5 separate regions of the Mus musculus genome follow, and all the other regions are linked to region 1. The links are chromatin contacts, called in public HiChIP or PLAC-seq and Micro-C maps. All regions are on one chromosome and are shown on one strand. The core of a region is the stretch at or near the end of the contact, and the rest is flanking DNA. Distances in the headings are between cores, read along the strand shown.

Region 1 (2,537 bases), core at 16-2,515:
GTGGAGGTCAGAGGTCGGCTTTCAGGAGTTGGTTCCTCTTCTGCCACCACAGGGATCCCGGAGATTGAACTCAGGTCACCAGACTCAGGGGGGAGTGACCTTTAGAGACAGGGCTGAATCATAAGAGCACCATCCAATTTCCCACCCACACTAAGAGGCCTGGTCCTCAGGAACACGGGCTGCAAATGTCAGGAAGCGGCGGAAACCTGGTGTAAGGGCAAAGCAACTAGCTTTCCACCAGCGGGAGAGGCGGGCGGCCAGCTTGCAGGCAGACCCTCTTCCTGGCCTCTGCCAACTGGGACCAAAGGCTCTCCTCTTTCCCCAGCGCTGGCATTCTCCGAATTCAGAAAAGCTGCTCTGGAAGGCGGGAGAGGGAACCCCCGGGATCCACATGGCAGGCAGGGAGAGTCCAGCAAACTGCATTGTGTCCTCCACACAGGAGGGAACAGATGCTGGGCAGGCAGCGCAGCTCGAGCTGGAGAGGCCCTCATCCCAGGGCTCCGTGTGAGTGAATTACTGGCAGGGGACCATGTTGTCCTGAGCCCGTGTGCTCCTTTACAGGCCCTAAAACCCGCGGTCTCACCGCTTCCCTGCAGCCCGAGCCACACTGCTGGGCCAGTCCCCTGACCTCAGGGGTCCTCTGCTAGTAAGGGCCTGCCAGCTCACCCTGAGGTCCTCCATGCAGGACAAAGGCCGCCTCCTTCAGTCTGGAAATGACTGCTCTCAGTCCAGGTGTCTTTGAATGGGCACTGTCTGCTCAAACAACCCAAAGCCACCTTCTCCATTCCTTACTGTTAGCATGTGCTGCCCGTGTGAAAAGAAAGATCTAAAAGATCTAAGTACTTTCACTTTAAATTGTTCTCAGCTTGGCTTTTTTTTTTTTTTTTTTTTTTTTTTTGGTTTTTCGAGACAGGGTTTCTCTGTGTAGCCCTGGCTGGCCTGGAACTCACTTTGTAGACCAGGCTGGCCTCGAACTCAGAAATCTGCCTGCCTCTGCCTCCCAAGTGCTGGAATTAAAGGCGTGCCACCACTGATCGGCTTGGCTTCTTTTTTTGTTGTTTGTTTGTTTGTTTGTTTGTTTGTTTTTGTTTTTTGTTTTTGCGGAACAGGGTTTCTCTATATATCCCTGGCAATTGACAGGTTGGGGTCCTGTGTTCAGAGGACAGGTGTGGTAGTCACAGAGCGGGGATGGGGATGCTTTGTGCCACCAGCCAGGCTCTCCCTCGCGAGGCGCAGAGCCGGGGCCAGCACGAGCCCCGCGCGCCCCCTGGCGGCGGAGCCGAGGAGGGACACTCTGGAGAGCCTGTGGCGTCTCAGCAGCTCTGGGGTCACAGCATCTGCCACCGCGGGCGGTCTCAGCTGTCTACGGACTATCCAGAACGGCGGAGCCCCGGTGTCCTCAGATCCTGGAAGTCACGCCCCTCCCGTCCCGGAGGATGAAGCTGAGGCTAAGGGGACAGCCAGGTGGAGCCTCAGAGCCCCCCACCCCGCGAGCCTCTGCTCCCACTGCCTGGTACTTCCACTGTCCCTGAAGGCATCTAGGCTCCGGGATTATTTGCCTTCTATACAGAAAAACCCTAGCAGCCAGCAGAGGCTTCCAGCAGCAGGAGGGTGGGGGGCGCTTCCCGGTACTGAGCATAAATTCCTTTCTTTTTAACTCCCTCCTCCCCTCTACGCACTTTGTCTCTGGGAGAGTACTGCATTTTTTCACGGTATATACACATTAATTAGAGCTCAAAACAAGCACTGTACATTTTTCTGCAAAACTTTGTTCTAGTAAAACAATAACAAAACTTCTGGGAGGCAGAGGCAGGCAGATCTCTGAGAGTTCAAGACCAGCCTGGTGTACAGATCGAACTCCTGGACAGCCAAGGCTAGGCAGAACAACTCTGTCTCCAAACAAACAAATATTGTATTTAGATTCTATTTTATGCATGTGTGCTTTTGCCTGCATATGTATGTGGACCATTTATTTGTGTGCCTGGCACAGGTGGAGGTCAGAAGATCTCCTGGAACTGTAGTTATGGGTGGCCGAAGTCTCCATGGGTGCTGGGAACTGAACTCAGGACCTCTGGAAGAGCAGTCAGTGTTCTTAATCACTGAGCCATCTCTCCAGCCCCCTGAATGTTTGTAGACAGGATTGGCCAAATTGGCTTTCAACTCAAACTTCTCCGCCTCCTCAGCACTGACCAGAGACTGGCTATGCCTTTGACCACTGAGAAATTAGCATTCGTGTTGATAGATACATACTGAACTAATATTACCATCACTAAAGTGCAAATTAACTCATGAACTTTTTCTTTTTCTTTTTTTTTTATTTTATTTTATTTTATTTTATTTTTTTTTGGTTTTTCGAGACAGGGTTTCTCTGTACAGCCCTGGCTGTCCTGGAACTCACTTTGTAGACCAGGCTGGCCTCGAACTCAGAAATCTGCCTGCCTCTGCCTCCCGAGTGCTAGGATTAAAGGCGTGTGCCACCATGCCCGGCTTACTTTTTCTTTTTCTTTTCTTGAGACAGGGTTTCTCTGTATAGTACT
Region 2 (2,537 bases), core at 26-2,525, 500 kb before region 1:
GTGTGTGTGGGGGGGGGGGGGCAGAGGGATGAGGAGATCTTTAAATCCTAAATCACATTTGCAAAAAGTCTCTTTGGCAACATAAGATAATATATTCACAGGCTCATAGAATTAGGACATTATTGTCCCTGGAGGACATTGTTCTTTTTACCCCAGAAGATGGAGCAAGTGTTGTAGTTACATGCCCATGGAGAGAATTAAGTTGCCCTGTGATATGTAGCCTCTCCCTCTCTCCCATTCTTCTTCTCCCATCTCTGTCTCTTTTGTTGAAGTAAGGTCTCACATAGCCCTTACAACATACCCAAGGCAGGCTTGAGCTTCCGATTGTCCCATTTCTCCTTCCAGAGCTCTGGGACTGCAGGCATGCACTACCACACCTGCTGGCTTGATCCCTGTACAAAGTTATCCAATCTAGAAAAATTTTAGCATATGAGGAGACTAGGAGCAACAAAAATACAGAATACTCATTTTTAATTAAGTCCACAGTAATAGAATACTCACAACTGCAGTTCTGTGCAGTAGTGAGGGAAAGGCAGAGGACAGTTTTGTGGAGTGGGTTCCAAGTACTGAACTCAGGTTGCCAGACTTGCACACAAGTGCCTCTCCCTGCTGAGCCATCTTGCTGACCCAGGTGTGTTAAGTTTTCAGAGACATTTATTTGCTCATACTGTTAAAGGGCTCGTCCAGACCTGGCAGCGACTGGCATCCCTGACCTAGGATTTCCCTGTCTTCCCCCATGTTTCCTAAGCCTGGCCATGTGTTAGCACCCACAGCCCCACGTTCAGCTCGGTAAGCTGCCCTGTTTATCCCAAGCAGAAGATGAAGGCTAATAATATTTGGACCCAAGTCAGAGGAAGGGCCAGACCTGGGTGGGGGTGAGGAGAGCATGTTGGATCTGAGTCAGAGGATGGATCTGAGAAGTGGCCAGGAGAAAGCACTATGGACTCACACACTTGATCTTAGCCAAAAGGCCAAGAAACCATAGCACTATGGATTCACAAAGAAGCATTCCAAAGACTTATTTTTAACCCAGGCCTGGCATTAACTACATACTTGTCTTTTGCTAAATAGTAAAGAATGTTCAGAAATAACTCCCAAATGGAAAAATGTCTTCCTCACAGAGGGCTAGTTTAATCTCATTACCTGACCTAGGGCCCAGCTCCCTTCTCTCACTGAAGACCTCCCAGGTGGCTCTTTCCTGCAGAGTGTTGTCTCACAGGATGTGGGATCTAGCTGCTATACCCTTCCCTCCTGAGCTGGTCAAGCCCCTGCTGCTGAGACCTCTCCGCCAGAGCCTGGCCTAATCTATTGCCATGGTGACAGTGAGCTGCTGCTTAGCACCAGCCTGGAAACTGGGCTGGAAGCTGAGCGGAGAGCTGGGGCTACCAGGCACTCTTGGGAGCCTTGGAAAGAAAGACCCCTCTGGGGGCCCCTGGGAACCTCTCATGGGCTTTGCTCTTACAGGGAGGAGCCATGAAATTTGTAAGGCTTAAATTGTCTTCTTCCATATTGGAATCAGAGTTTATAAAGATTCCTTTCTATGGTAGAGCCAGTAAGCACACTCCTGCCTTTCACATTGGTGTGTACTTTTATCCTTGGCTTCCAATGGAGTTAGCTAGAGTCTGCGTCTGCCAGGAAGACCTGCCTGCCTTTTGATGTAGGTGAGTTAGAATTCAGAATTGAACACATCCTATATAGTCCTGTTGGTGATGGTATATAGTATTCAGTGTCAGAAATTTAGGTGATTTCCAAGCATTATTTTATTCAACTCTCACAACATTTTTTTTTCCGGACTGACGATATGGCTTAGTGGGTAAAGGTGTCTGTAGCCAAGGCTGACACTCAGCCCGAGTGTGATCCTGGGACACAGAGCAGAAGGAGAAAATCAGCGCCCGCAGCTGTGCTCTTCCTTCACGTGTGTGCTGCAGCAGGAGCTCACACATAGACAGATGTCAAAAATGGAAACGAACTTGTTTTTATTTATATGCATGTGAGCATTTTGCCTGCATGTGTGTAAGTGCCCTCAGAGGCCAGAGGTAACCGACTGGAGTTGCAGGTGGTTGTGAGCTGGCGTGTGGGTGCTAGGACCTTAAGCCAGGCTCTCTGCAAACACAAGTGCTCTTAATTGCTGAAACTTGTCTCCAGCCCCTAAAACATTTTTTAAGACATAAGAAACATAAGTTTAGTCAGGCAATGATAGCTCACACCTTAAATCCCAACACTTGGGAGATAGAGGCAGGCAGATCTCTGAGTTCGAGGACAGCCAGGGCTACTCAGAGAAACCCTGTCTTGAAAAACCAATAAGGAAAGGGGAGAGGAGGGAGAAAGAGAAAAAAGAAAAATAAAGTTATGATCATATTTTAGATAGTTTTGGCTGGAGAAATGGCTCAGTGGTTAAGAATGTTTACTGCTGTAACTCAGGACCTGCCTGGAGTTTAGATTCCAGCTCCCACACAAAACATTTCACGAACACCTTCATCTCTAACACCAGATCCAAGGATCTCTGTGCCCTCTTCTGGCTTCAGTGGGCACCTGCA
Region 3 (2,537 bases), core at 27-2,526, 470 kb before region 1:
TCCCTGTCTAAGGTTTTCCACAATGATGGACTATGACCTAGAATTGTGAGTCCAGAATACATCCTTTTAGCCTTATAGTTGCTATGTCAGGATATTTTATCACACCAACAAGAATAAAATTAAAACACAAAATGAGCCCCCAAATTGAATTAGATTCCTCACATAGTTCTGGAGACTTGGGTACCAATTAAGCATGTATCTGAAGTGTAGGAGTCAATTTGCTCTTAAACAACAGAGATAACAGAAACGATCTATATCTGGCTGACTGTGAGCTATTCTTACAGAAACAAGAAATGAAAAGCTATGCTATTGAGTTGTCCGTCAACAAGGAAAAGTTACTCAAGGTTCATTCAGTCCAGTCTCCTAGCCGTTGAGGGAGACTTGCTTAGGGGAGCTGTGACTTAAAGAAGCTGCAAGAAAGAAAGAACTGACGGAAGGAAGGAAGGAAGGAAGGAAGGAAGGAAGAAAGAAAGAAAGAAAGAAAGAAAGAAAGAAAGAAAGAAAGAAAGAGAGAAAGAAAGAAGAACTGAGTGGAGAAGGGAACGACAGAAACTTCATGAGGCAGCTGGGCCACAGGTATTCATCCAAGATGGACTAGTTTCCTGCGGACAAACCCGAAGGTGCATCAGGGACAGTTGATGGAAATCACAGTCCATCCAGCCCTGACATACCTGAGCGATAAAGGCTTGGTGTTGACATGTTCTCAGGATAGACATCTGTCCCCACAGGTAACAGCAGCTACTCTGAGTGACTCCGAGGTTATTTCCCCATATATATCTCGAGCAGGAAGAATTTAAAGAAGCAAAACCCCCAAACTCCGGTTCTTCTCCACCAGGGTTCTAGGTAAAGTTGAGAAAGATCTAACTAACAAAAAGCAAGAAAAGATTGGTAGGGCTGGGGAATTGGGCAGGAATGGAGTGAAAACTCTTGCCTGCTTTAGGCATCCCCCTGCCACCCTAAACTGAGAGAAATGTCCTCTCCTAAAAGTCACGTCAAACAACCTTAGGACCAACTAAAGATTCAGTCAAGTGCCTCTGGGACACAACTTGCACGCATCCCCCCCCCCCCCCCCCCCCGCGAGGGTCTTCTGTAGGGTGAAGGTTCCCGAATACCCCCACCCCAGCCCCTTCGGGCATTTAGGCCGCCAAAGCTGGGGCTCCTCCTCTCCAGCGTCTGACTCTCCCCTTGCTTTTCTTCGCTCGGGCCCTCCCCCAGCCTCCGCGGATGGGGGGGCCGGGCTTGGCTCCGCGAGGCCCGTGCATTCCAGAGAGCAGGGCCAGCTAGAGCAACAAAGGAGCCCGGTAGTCGGCAGGGAGAGCTCAGGGGGCTGCGGCGCGCTCGCGCGGAGGTGGCTGCTGGGCCGCGGGCTGGCGTGGGGGCGGAGCCGGGGACCCACTCCCGCACCCCCCCCCCCCCCCCGGCCGGCGCCTGGCCTCCATCGAGGGGCTGGGAGTCGGTTTTAATGGTGGGAGAGGGAATGGGGCTGGAGATCGGGGCCCCGGAGGGTTCCCAGGGTTGAAGACAGCTTCGATCTCCAGGCCAGGGAGTCCGGGGTCTGTGCATCCTGGCCCGGGCCTGCGCTGCTCAACATGGGGCCCGGGTTCCAAAGTTTGCAAAGTTGGGAGTCGAGGGGCCCGGACGCGCGCGGCGCCTGGCGAAAGCTGGCCCCAGACTTTCGGGGCGCACCGGTCGCCTAAGTAGCCTCCGCGGCCCCCGGGGTCGTGTGTGTGGCCAGGGGACTCCGGGGAGCTCCGGGGCGCCTCAGCTTTTGCTGAGTTGGCTGTTTGGCCATGGCCGCTGGCCGCCCCGTGCGTGGGCCCGAGCTGGCGCCCCGGAGGCTGCTGCAGTTGCTGCTGCTGGTACTGCTGGGGGGCCCGGGCCGGGGGGCGGCCTTGAGCGGGAACGTGACCGGGCCTGGGCCTCACAGCGCCAGCGGGAGCTCGAGGAGGGACGTGCCGGTGACCAGCCCTCCGCCGCCGCTGCTGAGCCACTGCGGCCGGGCCGCCCACTGCGAGCCTTTGCGCTACAACGTGTGCCTGGGCTCGGCGCTGCCCTACGGAGCCACCACCACGCTGCTGGCTGGGGACTCGGACTCGCAGGAGGAAGCGCACGGCAAGCTCGTGCTCTGGTCCGGTAAGCGCGCGGGAGTCGGGATTGCGACGCGGAGGTGATGGGACCGGCCACTGACGGAAAGAAAAGGCTCAGGCCTCAAACTGTTGGGCGGGCGCGGCTTGCACCCGGAATAGTTGGAGAAACGAGTCCGGAACTTTTGGGACAGGTTGCGTGCGGGAAGGAGACTCTGCGTGTTGGAGAAGGGGTCGGGGCAAGAGACCAGGGAAGCCAGTCGGTCACAAAGAGCCCGAGTAAGGATGGGGTTAGGGGGATGCAAGGAGGGAGAAGAGATGTATTCGTGAAGCAACAGTCCATGGGGATTCTGGGCAGTGTTCAGACCTTGAGGCAATCTGAGTTGTAGAGAAGAAAGAGAGGATGAAGGTGGAAGACATTTAAGGATTTGGAGGGAAGGGGCGAGGAAAACT
Region 4 (2,537 bases), core at 28-2,527, 410 kb before region 1:
TTATGTTGTGGTCACAAGCAGCTCCCAGATGTCAGTAGTTATTAAACATGGTTTGTTTTTTGCATATGCTGATGTCTTTAGTGTAGTTTTGTTCCAGGATTCAGGCTGGAGATAAGTCTATGATTTGAGGCTTTCTTATTGTGCCAGAAGGAAATGAGGCATGGTAGAATCTACACAGTGTTTCTCTGAAAGCTGTTCAGAAGTGAGCTATGCATTTCCTCCCCTCTTTCCTTTCTTCTTCCTCTCCCTCTCTTCTTTCACTTTCCTTTATCTGATTATTTTTTGAGACGGGGGCCTTGTTACAAAGGTTTGGCTCCTTATATAACCCAGGATGGGCTTGAACTTTTTTTGTTTTTTTTTTTTGTTTTTGTTTTTTTGAGACAGGGTTTCTCTGTGTAGCCCTGACTGTCCTGGAACTCACACTGTAGACCAGGCTGGCCTCGAACTCAGCAATCTGCCTGTCTCTGCCTCCCAAGTGCTGGGATTAAAGGTGTGCGCCACCACGCCTGGCTCTTTTTTTTTTTTTTTAAAGATTTATTTTATTTTACTTGTACACAATAGCTGTCTTCAGACACACCAGTCTTTGTTCATTGTGAATAGGAATAAGAAAGGGAAAACAGAAAGAAATACTCAGAAATCTACAGTTGTCTACCATTTGAGTGGGTGGTGAGTTGATCAATACAGGAGGTATCAATAATAGAAGATAGCTTAATTTAATTATGTTGAACTTGAGGTGTTTGTGGGACATCTAAATAGAGGGGACTAGTAAGGAAACTGGATAAGCTGGCATAAAGTTCACAGGATATAGAAAGTATTAATAAAATGCTCGAGTAGTAGGACTGGGAATTACAGCCCCAAACAGAGGTACCTTTGCTTCTTGAGTGCTGGGATTAAAGGCATGGACCACTGTGTCTGGCTGTGTATTCTATATTTTTAAAGTTTATGGTGTTTATACCTATCTTACCTGATAATTTTATTTGGTTCTTAATTTATATTTATGTCTTTTTTTCATTTAATACACACATATAGCACATATCAACAAAATACAGTATTTAGTTTTTGAAATGAACATTAAAAGGTATTTTTGTTTATATTTGTTGTTCATTGTTGTATGACATGGCTTGTGTGTACCGCTTCCTGCCTGTGGAGGTCAGGGGACAACTTTTTGAGAGTTACTTCCTTTCCATTGTAGATTCTGGAAATTGAACTTTAGTCACTGGGTTTGTGTCAAGCCTTTTTCACTGCTGAGCCATCTTGCTGTCTCCCCCGAGTTAATTTCACTTCCCATTTTCCCTCTTTGTTTCTGCAGGGAACCCACGGTCTAGGCGAGCCCTGGACCACGAGCTCCTCCTTTTTTCTTTTCTGAGTAATATTCAGTGCTGATGGGAAGTCCTGAGTTAAAGGGTTTTATAATTATCCAGTCAGACTTATATTTTACATTACTTGGTAGAAGGTCAAACGTTTACTGAAAAATAAGTTAAGGGACATAAGAGACTATTAGGTGTATTTTAATACTTTGGTTTGCAGTTCCTTCAACCCTCCTCATTGTAAAACCTGATCTGCCTAAGCGATTCTGCCTTCTTATCTATGAGTTGTTAGAACTACTTTTGCCTGTCCACCCCTTCCATTTAGTTACTAGGGAACAAAGCTGTTATGGCAGGATGGTCAAGCACTATCTATTCCTTCAGTTAGAATCGGAGTAAAAGAAACCCTTAGATCTCTGGGCCCTCTATCCCATCTTAGATAAAAGGCAGAGAAAAATTGTTTATAGTCAAGTTTCCTTTTTTTTGTGCCCCTCCTTATTAAATACTTATCATTTGATAAAAGGGTGAATAGTTAAGATTTTTAGGCAGATGCCAGATAAATATAATAAACATTATTTTAAATCTCATAAATGAACTTAGAAAAAGGTAAAGAAAAAAATCTTAGAGAAAAATGGACGCGAGTGAGCTGGGGATGGATGTAACTCAGTGGAGTAACACTTGTCTACAGTATACAAAGGCTTAGGTCCATGAATGCCCAACACTGGAGGAGAAAAGGGACTGAAAGCTACTCATGGTTGTCCTCCCAAGAGGCCCAACAAGCAGCTGACTGAGACAGATGTACATACTTATACCCAACCAATGGACAGAAGTTGGGGACCCCTGTGGTTGAATTAGGGAAAGGCTGGAAGAAGCTGATGAGGAGGATGACCCTATAGGAAGACCAGCAGTCTCTACTAATCCAGACCCCAGAGATCTCTCAGACACTGAGCCACCAACCAGGTAGCACACATACCAGCTGGTCTGAGGCCCCCTACATATCTACAGCAGAGGACTGCTGGGTGCAAGATGTGCTAACCCTTGACAGACATAGGGCCCCAGGGAGTGGGGAGGCCCGGCGGAAGGGGTAGGGTTGGGGAGACATCCCCTTAGAGACGAGGGAGGGGGCATGGGATGAGAAACTGGAAGGGCAGACTGGGAGGGAGGTAACGACTGGACTGTAAAAAAAAAAAAGTAATAAAACGAACAAACAAAAAACCCTAAAGTTTTGGGCTA
Region 5 (2,537 bases), core at 16-2,515, 390 kb before region 1:
TGGTGGTTTAGTCCCTGGGAGCTCTGGGGGTACTGGTTGGTTCATATGGTTGTTCCTCCTCTGGGGCTGCAAGCTCCTTCAGCTCCTTCAGTCCTTTCTCTAGCTCTTCCATTGGGAACTTTGTGCTCAGTCTAGTGGTTAGCTGAGAGCATCCGCCTCTGTATTTGTCAGGCACTGGCAGAGCCTCTCAAGAGACAGCTGTATCAGGCTCCTGTCAGCAAGCACTTGTTGGCATCCAACTTGTTGGGTTTGGTGACTGTATTTGGGGTGAATCCCCAAGTGGGACAGTCTCCGGATGGCCTTTTCTTCAGTCTCTGCGCCATACTTTGTCTCTGTATCTCCTCCCATGGGTATTTTGTTCCCCCTTCTAAGAAAGGCTTGAAGTATCCATACTTTGGTCTTCCTTCTTCTTGAGCTTCATTTGGTCTATGAGTTGTATCTTGGGTATTCTGAGCTTCTGGGCTAATATCCACTTATCAGTGAGTGTATACCATGTGTGTTCTTTTGTGATTGGGTTACCTCACACAGGATGATATATTCTAGTTTCATCCATTTGCCTAAGAATGTGATGAATTCATTGTTTTTAATTTGGCAGTTCCTCAGAAAATTGGACATAGTATTACCTGAGGACCCAGCTGTACCATTCCTGGGCATATACCCAGAAGATGCTTCAACATGTAATAAGAACACATACCTGTCTCAAATCTTAAGTGACAGGACTATGATTTGAAGACATCTCTGTCTCCAAGTCTCGTTCTTTCTATTATACCGCATGTGTCTCTGTCTGTTATATTGCTGTAGCTGTTAAACGGAACAGGGTAACTTTCTGTTAGTGTTTCAGTACGACAAGGCAGTTAATGGGATAAGTAGGCATACTAAGAAGATTGCACTTCATAGGACTTAGGTCAGCTAAGTTAGAGTGTAAACCTGTCAACTTGCGTGTGATAAGTCATATGTTGTAGTTTCCAAGACTATAAATGAAGATCACATATGTTCAGGTTTCTAATGGTACATGTGTGTGTGAGCTTTGAAACTTAGAAAATTCACTAATGTAAAAAAATATGACTGACACATCATGTGGCTTGGTGAATGATATTGTTCTTATAACCAAGAAACACTTAGTTGATCTTGGCAGTATGCCATTGAAACTCAAAGAAATAGCATCTGTCAATCACAGTCATTTCTTGGAAGGAAGCATTGAAAAACGGCACAGCAGTTATTCTCCTTGACCTCTTTCCCTGAAAGGGAATTGGATTAGGCAAGCTGGTTTCATAATAGAGTAGAGCTTCTCTCTTGTCCCTGGGGAATTTAAGCCGAGCAGCCAGACTTGCTGTGTGAAGCCAGTACAATCTGGTTTTCAAGGATTTAACTAAATTCACTGTGATTAAGGTTTTATGAGGGATGCACATTGCAAAGCAGCAGCTTTAAAAATGCTGCATCTGAGTCAGTCCATGTCTTTAGATTGGAGAACAGAACAGAACAGAACAACTAAGTAAATTCAGGGAATGCTCCTCACCAGTTCTGTAGTATCTTAAAGAGAAGCCTAGATTTCGAAGCTGAAAAGTAGGCAGAAGGGGACATTATATAGATTATATAATGAGTCTTTGTGTAGGCAGTGCTTGATATTTCTTCAGGTTTTAGTTTATAAGCTGACTCAAGGATTTTATTTCACCGTACAGAAAGAGAAAACCATGTTGAGCATAGTGGTATAGCCTGTATTCCCAGTAGTGAGCAGGCAAGAAGTGTGAGCATTCTTGCAGGTTGTAGGTCAGCCTCATCTGCATGGTAGCTCCAGGCAAGTCACCACTACATAACATGACCCTGTCACGAACACATAAAGCTAACCGAAAGGTAAACAAACACACAGTACACAGTGGGAATATAGTTAGTATATAAATATTAATAGAAATCAGTCACAGACCAGATATAATGGCACCTACCTATAATCTCAGCTCTGGGGAAACAGAGGCAATTGGATCTCTGTTTGTTCAAAGCCAGCCTGATATATGTAGAAAAATTCCAGCCCAGCAAATGGTTTATAGTGAGACCCTGCTTTAAAAAAAATTACAGTATTTCAATTATTACCTTAAAAATGAAGGCATGCTGGAGAGGCCCCCTATACCCTGGTAAAACTCAACATTGTCTTTGATTAGGCTGATCTTGCTTCATTCCTTTCACAAACAGTGGCTGGCTTTGCTAGGAGTTTCATGCAATGCAAATCCCTTGTGATTCTTTTTAAATGGTTATTGATTAGCCTGGCATCATGGCGCAGATCTTAACTCTTAGCTTGCAGGAGGCTGAGGAAGGGTGATTACAGTGGATTTGAGGCCTGCATGGCTCACACAGTGTGACCCTGTCTCAAGAAGAAAAAACAAAATAGGCCTGGGGACATGGCTTAGTAAGAGTGCTTGCTCTGTAAGCAAGAGGACCATGAGTTTTCACATAGAAAGCTGGGGCATGACTTCATATGCCGATAACCCTTCCTGGCATTGTGGGGCAGAAACAGGCAGAACATTAGAGCCAACCAGTTAGCATAA

What was found. A called contact is a pair of places that touch in the nucleus more often than the background predicts. HiChIP or PLAC-seq counts read pairs in DNA pulled down with a chosen protein or histone mark.
Region 2: a contact with region 1 is called in a Micro-C map of palatal mesenchyme, with 2.3 times the contacts expected there. The contact joins two enhancer-like sites. A contact is called at or near these places in 6 of 39 promoter capture datasets (the 3T3-L1 cell line, embryonic stem cells, hippocampal neurons and 3 more), 2 of 15 datasets of contacts at CTCF or cohesin (embryonic stem cells and large pre-B cells), 21 of 484 Hi-C or Micro-C datasets (the Ba/F3 cell line, the CH12 cell line, the N1E-115 cell line and 14 more), 6 of 115 datasets of contacts at active chromatin or transcription factors (astrocytes, embryonic basal ganglia, embryonic midbrain and 3 more) and 1 of 9 other capture datasets (embryonic stem cells).
Region 3: an H3K27ac HiChIP or PLAC-seq map of extraembryonic endoderm stem cells shows a contact between it and region 1, with 8 times the contacts expected there. The contact joins the promoter of Smo here to the enhancer-like site in region 1. A contact is called at or near these places in 1 of 484 Hi-C or Micro-C datasets (bone marrow-derived macrophages), 7 of 115 datasets of contacts at active chromatin or transcription factors (bone marrow-derived macrophages, embryonic forebrain, embryonic midbrain and 3 more) and 1 of 9 other capture datasets (embryonic stem cells).
Region 4: an H3K4me3 HiChIP or PLAC-seq map of bone marrow-derived macrophages shows a contact between it and region 1, with 3 times the contacts expected there. The contact joins two enhancer-like sites. A contact is called at or near these places in 1 of 15 datasets of contacts at CTCF or cohesin (large pre-B cells), 1 of 484 Hi-C or Micro-C datasets (nephron progenitors) and 3 of 115 datasets of contacts at active chromatin or transcription factors (bone marrow-derived macrophages, embryonic basal ganglia and embryonic midbrain).
Region 5: an H3K4me3 HiChIP or PLAC-seq map of embryonic midbrain shows a contact between it and region 1, with 4 times the contacts expected there. The contact joins two enhancer-like sites. A contact is called at or near these places in 2 of 15 datasets of contacts at CTCF or cohesin (the NIH/3T3 cell line and large pre-B cells), 2 of 484 Hi-C or Micro-C datasets (CD4 T cells and group 2 innate lymphoid cells) and 6 of 115 datasets of contacts at active chromatin or transcription factors (bone marrow-derived dendritic cells, bone marrow-derived macrophages, embryonic basal ganglia and 3 more).

Annotation. Positions count from the first base shown.
Region 1 is chr6:30,204,501-30,207,037 of GRCm38.p6, forward strand. No RefSeq gene overlaps it. Among named protein-coding and RNA genes, the nearest start is that of Gm31221, 28 kb to the left of the region's middle. Within about 2 kb of position 1,266, at least 41 of the 459 cell types and tissues checked have an H3K27ac peak or open chromatin away from gene starts, as enhancers often do. A contact at or near this core is called in bone marrow-derived macrophages, where this site is marked.
Region 2 is chr6:29,706,801-29,709,337 of GRCm38.p6, forward strand. The region is part of intron 1 of Tspan33 (tetraspanin 33); the gene reads left to right. Among named protein-coding and RNA genes, the nearest start is that of Tspan33, 14 kb to the left of the region's middle. Within about 2 kb of position 1,276, at least 36 of the 459 cell types and tissues checked have an H3K27ac peak or open chromatin away from gene starts, as enhancers often do.
Region 3 is chr6:29,734,221-29,736,757 of GRCm38.p6, forward strand. Smo (smoothened, frizzled class receptor) reads left to right here and starts at 1,277. Exons shown (of 12, transcript NM_176996.4): 1 at 1,277-2,133. The coding sequence starts at 1,791.
Region 4 is chr6:29,793,519-29,796,055 of GRCm38.p6, forward strand. All of the region lies in intron 1 of Ahcyl2 (S-adenosylhomocysteine hydrolase-like 2), which reads left to right. Among named protein-coding and RNA genes, the nearest start is that of Ahcyl2, 26 kb to the left of the region's middle. Within about 2 kb of position 1,278, at least 42 of the 459 cell types and tissues checked have an H3K27ac peak or open chromatin away from gene starts, as enhancers often do. A contact at or near this core is called in bone marrow-derived macrophages, where this site is marked.
Region 5 is chr6:29,813,501-29,816,037 of GRCm38.p6, forward strand. The region is part of intron 1 of Ahcyl2 (S-adenosylhomocysteine hydrolase-like 2); the gene reads left to right. Among named protein-coding and RNA genes, the nearest start is that of Ahcyl2, 46 kb to the left of the region's middle. Within about 2 kb of position 1,266, at least 57 of the 459 cell types and tissues checked have an H3K27ac peak or open chromatin away from gene starts, as enhancers often do.